Linked DNA regions of Mus musculus: region 1 is linked to region 2. The links are chromatin contacts, called in public HiChIP or PLAC-seq maps. All regions are on one chromosome and are shown on one strand. Each heading gives the region's core, a stretch centred on a gene start, on an enhancer-like site or on the middle of the called end of the contact. The rest is flanking DNA. Distances are from core to core; before and after follow the strand shown.

Region 1 (2,700 bases), core at 200-2,699, 110 kb before region 2:
CATATGGGAAGGTCTTGGACCAAGGAGAGCTTAGCTTTACAGGGGCAAGCCTAGAAAGACTCCAAGTTTCTGCCCCACTCCCCCCTGTTCATCCTGCTGAGTCCCAGGCAGCCTCCCCACTCAGCAACTGAGCTAGGGCTGAGCCTTAGTTTCCAACCTGCAGGAAAGGAAGTGTCACCCAGAATCCTGAACACTTTCCAGAAACCGCTTCCTCTTTTTGAAAGCCAGTTCTTACATAAGCTCCTGGCTCTTGAGTGCCGCAGTCTCCGCAGTCTCCATTTTATATATATATATATATAAACAATACATGCCAAAGACGGGGTGTGAATCAGGACCTAGAGCTACTTACATTTCGATAAACAAAGACTCGCAGCTTTTTGCCACCCAGCGTGTCCAGTGTCTGTCCAGAGTACAGATACTTGGAGGCCAACTGTTCTTTGACCATGTGGTTCAGAAGCAAAGTCTTCATCTGGGCGTCGATGCGAGGGACACCATCTGCAAGTGAAGGGATGGACAGATCCAGGGAGACAGGTTCCGGAGATAAGGTGTGTGATGAGAGACACACGTGCAAGAGAGCCTGCCCATCTCTCCGTGGTTTGGAAATGGAGACAGAAAGTAAGGGTGGCTGTCAAAACCCCTTAACATTCAGCAACTATTAGAGAAAAGAATAGGTGCAGCTACTGAGCATGCTTGTCATTTTGCTCTCAGAAGGAGGAGACTTTCTCCATGTCCCCATAACAGCACCTCAGCTGACCCCAGCCCATATACATCAGTGTTGACCCTGCAAACCAAAAGCCGAGGGCTGCTCCACTCTCCTGGCAGAGGCAAAGTATTGAGCTCTGAGGAAAAGATCCCCCGCCCCAATACATTCTTGGCTGGTTCAGATAAACAACGGGTAGTCCAAAGTTCCTGATAGAATCACATCTGCTTTGGACTATGGTAGGCGGAAGGTTCCAAGGCTGTTGTAAATCAGGGCAGGGCTGTAGGGTTGGGGCAGCTGTCCCAGAGACAACAGAACAGCAGGGTGCTTTTCCCCACATTACCTTTGAACACAGAATTCAGGGGGGCCAGGAAGGTCAACTGTTCTTTCCCAGAGAGATGAGTATCGAGGCCAGCTTGTTTGAGGATGTCAATGGCAGTGGAGACGTCAGATTCCCCAGCCAGCTCAAGCAGTGTCTTGGCTACAGGAAGAAGAAATGGAGCCCAAAAGGTAACGGGAGGTGTGACTATGTCACGGTCCAGAGTGGGACAGACATCTGCACGAACTTCATCTTGTTAGTCACCAGCCTTCTAAACACAAAGGAGCCAAGCATGTCCCTGTCATCAGAAAACCTAATCTGCAGGGAGGTAGGTGACAGTCACTTGGCAGTTGACAGCACTCTCCCCAGGTCCCAGATTGGCTTGGCCAGGACCTGTTTGACTCTGGAGAGGAGCCAACATGACCTGTGCCACTGTTTCAGAAGATACTCCCACAGGAAGAGATCGCTCTTTCCTGGGAGAGTTCTATGCTCAGGTTGACTAGAAACCAAAGTCCATCCCATCATCTTTCCTGGGTCGGTGGCCTCGGATGGCCTAAGGAAAGCAAATGCTGTGACATTAGTGATGGCCCTTTGTGCCTAACCACAGCATGCAAGACCAGAAAGGGTTCTAAGATGGTGTCTTCTGGTTACCTCAAGACAGTGTCCTGTGCCTAGACTCCATACTGGAAGCATAAGATTTCTTATTTCCTACAGAACTTCAGGTTCACAGAAGGTACAGGGCTGTGTGCTGCCCCAAGGGCAAGAAGTGGCCCAAAAGACTGCTGATTATGCCTGTCTCTGTCACCAGGATTCCAGAAGGGACAGGAAACTGGGAAGGATAGAGCCCCTCACTCCCACCCCGGAGGCCTACTTACCTGAATCTGGGATAAGCAGCTCATCAATGAAATGAATGACACCGTTGGTGGCCAGGATGTCTTTGTTGGAGATGACAGCCTTCCCGTTGATGGTGAGCTTGTCCCCACTGCAGCCCACCTCCAGTGTGGTGCCCCCCAGGGTCTCCATGGACATTCCAGCTACAATGGCCTCAGCACACATGGCTGACTTCAGGATGTGGTTGTTTAGCAGGTCTGTGGCAGAAGAGGATACAGGTCTAGAGCCTGCTGTGGCTGGATGTAGGTGCTAGTTCCCAGCCTGCCCATGGCTGAGAATTTTGCTAGAGTACCACAGGGCCCACATCCCCATCTCTTGCCTACCACCAACTAAAACCACTGTGACACTGTGGTTAGACTGCCCAAGTTTGAATCCCATAACTGCTGACCAGCTGTGGGATCCTGGGCCAGCTACTTAGCCTCCTCAACCTGAAATGAAAACCTCTTCTCAACAGAGAAACTGTTGGTATAGACCCCAACCCTCTTCCTTCAGGACTGTAGCTATAGCAGTAGAGGGCAGTCCCCTGCTGTGAGCAAACTGGTCATTGCCTAGCAGTAGCAGGTATTCAAAAGGCCTCTCATAATGAGTTCTGATATCAATGAATATAAAAATCTTTGTGCTCTGTACAAAAGATCTTTCAATGCATTTATGGTTTGGGTGCTGTATGTTAAAGTCTTGCCCCAACCCCAGGGTGGTGCTATTGGGAAGTAGTGACAACGTTAAAAGGTAGAGTTAGTGTGGGGCCTTTAGGCCATTTAGTGCCCACCCCCTAAAGCCACAGGTTTGAAAG
Region 2 (2,700 bases), core at 142-2,641:
TTCTATCTTAAATATATGGGGGCATTTATTTAAAAAGCCTGATTTCTTTTCATGTTAAGGAAATGGATCGCTTCTTGTTTGTTTGTTTTTGGTTCTTTGAGACAGGGTTTCTCTGTGTAGCCCTGGCTGGCCTGGAACTCACTCTGTAGACCAGGTTGGCCTCTAACTCAGAAATCTGCCTGCCTCTGCCTCCCGAGTGCTGGGATTAAAGGCATGCACCACCACTGCCCTGCAATGGACCACTTCAAGGCTTTCTTACCTGAAGGTGGCTTCCAAGTTACAGTTACTGCTGAGCCAATGAAATGACACTGCCATGGGGTAATCACCGACACCCATCTGACTTCACTTCCAGTCTTGGAAAAAACCCACAAAACCATCATTTGGGCATATAATCATTTTATGCTTAGGTTATCTGTAAGTCGTTATATACATTAAGTGATTTTATTAGTAGGTTATTAATAATAGAACAGTTTTTTTGCCCATATGAAAACTAGTTTGTAGAAATATCACAACACTCTCTAGAAGTTACACTGGAAGCTATACTAAGGCTACATATCAGGCAGAAAAGCACTCTAAAAATTCACATTTTACTTAATATCTATGAAGAGATATCATGAAATTTGAAGTAGTTCATAATTACGTGTACTGGTTTATTAGCTGTATAAGTTGGCATAGCTCAAGCTTCTCTGTGGTATTAAGATATATTTACTTACAAAGTAAACTTCAATTTTTTGAATAGATAGATCTCATTTTTAAGTGCATCATCTGAAGACTCGTTTGTAAAATGCACTTGGATTGAAAACACCATTTGAGAGGCGAGGATGGCAGAGAGGCGAACAGAACTCAACCTAGACCATCCCTAGATGAGCACCGAGCAGCCTGCCCCATATCCAGGCAACCAGACTGGACCAGAAAGAGGACGCCAACCCGGGGCAGAGTTTAAAGTGTAAAAATGAATACAGATGGCATTGAAAATGTACCGCCCTAAAACTGCTCGGTGCAATTTATCTTACATCCTAACTGTCCTGAGAAACAGGGCTTGGGGTCGACCGGACCCTAGCTGAAAGCGGTGAGAGAGCTGAAAAGCCCCCGGGGACTGGGGGGATGGCTGGGCTCCGCACGCTCGGTTCCGAGCAGACTAGGTCTCGCTCCTGCCTCCACGGCCAGGCAGCTCTGGGGGTTCCTGCGGTTCGGCTCGCCCCGCCCCGCCAGCTCCCTAGTGCTGCGCCACAAATGTTACCTCCGAACGCGCTCCTGAGGGCAGCCAGCCCCAGGCAGGCCCGCCGGTCAAGCGCAGAACTCTGCGTGACGAACGCCAGCAGCTACCTTCTCAGGTGGGCGGGCTCCAGCGCCGCATAAAGCCGCGGACAGTGAGAGACTAAATGGGCATCACAGGCCAGGCCCCGCCTGCGCCACGCCCGCGCCACACCCCTCCAGGAAGCCTTGCCCCAGTGTGCTAGTGTTCAGCCTCTCGAATCCCCGCCCCCGGGAGTCTCGCTCCGCCCCCAGCCTCGCCCCCGGAAGTGGCTGCCTCTTAAAGATGCCCCGCCCCCGTCAATTCTGCCCCGCCCCCAAACGCTAAGTTTAAGTTCGGGGTTCACCGAGAGGTAGACCCTGACGCACGCCCGCGCCCCGCCCACTGATAAAAGCTCCACCTCTAGAGCCTCTGACTCTAGGTAGCCTCGCCCCGCCCCCAGCCGCTCTGTTGGAGCTGGAGGTCTCACCTAGCACATGCAGGTTCCTAGGCCTCTAGAAGTCCTTTGGTGGTCCCAGGGCCAGTGTGTGAGTGCTCCTCAAGGGATAAGCAGTATGCTTAGTGAATATTCAGTTAAATAACTGACCACTTGACCCAAACTAACAGTTCGAGTTTCCAGGTTTTAACTTGAGAAGGACACCCCACTACCATCATGCAGATGCTTGAGGGACCGTGATTGGAAGCTGCAATGATCGCCTCTCAGGTCCTGAGCTGCAGGCCAGGACTGCAGAAGGTCACCTGTGAGCTGCCAGCCTGCCAGCTCAAAAAGAATGCACAATGAGCTATGGATTTTTTTTTTTTTAAGTTTCAAAATATCAAGCCACACACAGCATTCTACGTTAACATCTAGCGTCACTCATACTCTATTTGTAATGACCAGCTTTATCACGGTACAACTGACAAATACTGGACACACCCTAGGTTTTGTTGCCTTTGAAACCATCATAGAGACAGGATAATGAACATACCATAGATGTATGTCTCCCCCAGATTCCTCTTGGTTCCTCTAATTCCCCCATCATGGTCCTCCCTCACCTGACATTTTAGATTAATTTGAAGTTCTTATTACAAATTGATTTCTGTGGTGTCTTGCTGTCAGCTCTTTTCCCTCAAGAGTTCAATTGACACAGATCTTGCCACATTTGCCTTCAAGTGATGTGGACAGACTTTTATCCCCCCCCCCGTTTTGTCCTAATTTGATCTCTTGTAGATTGTTTATGAATTCAGATGCATATGCCAGTCTAGACCTTTGGGTTTGCCAAAGCCTCTACTTTGTGAAATTCCTTTTGATCCATAGACTCAATGAGCCCCCTCTGCACTCTTGTTCCTCAGGGAAGGCTTTTCAGCTTAGATCCACCTTGAACCAGCATAGACTTGGGACTTCCACTCTGACCCACTATCGCTGAGTCCTAGTTACACATCTCACTACCCAAAGCAAGAAACTT

Evidence for each region. HiChIP or PLAC-seq counts read pairs in DNA pulled down with a chosen protein or histone mark.
Region 1: an H3K4me3 HiChIP or PLAC-seq map of intestinal villus epithelium shows a contact between it and region 2, with 5 read pairs. The contact joins the enhancer-like site here to the promoter of Fbxl21 in region 2. A contact is called at or near these places in 10 of 39 promoter capture datasets (3T3-L1-derived adipocytes, the HPC-7 cell line, cranial neural crest and 6 more), 1 of 484 Hi-C or Micro-C datasets (embryonic fibroblasts), 3 of 115 datasets of contacts at active chromatin or transcription factors (embryonic stem cells, intestinal villus epithelium and microglia) and 3 of 9 other capture datasets (adipose tissue, liver and pancreatic islet).

The regions. Positions count from the first base shown.
Region 1 is chr13:56,629,025-56,631,724 of GRCm38.p6, reverse strand. Tgfbi (transforming growth factor, beta induced) reads right to left here. Exons shown (of 17, transcript NM_009369.5): 8 at 1,895-2,107; 9 at 1,044-1,181; 10 at 350-495. Among named protein-coding and RNA genes, the nearest start is that of Tgfbi, 21 kb to the right of the region's middle. Within about 2 kb of position 1,449, at least 22 of the 459 cell types and tissues checked have an H3K27ac peak or open chromatin away from gene starts, as enhancers often do. A contact at or near this core is called in intestinal villus epithelium and liver, where this site is marked.
Region 2 is chr13:56,521,163-56,523,862 of GRCm38.p6, reverse strand. Fbxl21 (F-box and leucine-rich repeat protein 21) reads right to left here and starts at 1,391. Exons shown (of 7, transcript NM_178674.5): 1 at 1,241-1,391; 2 at 260-353.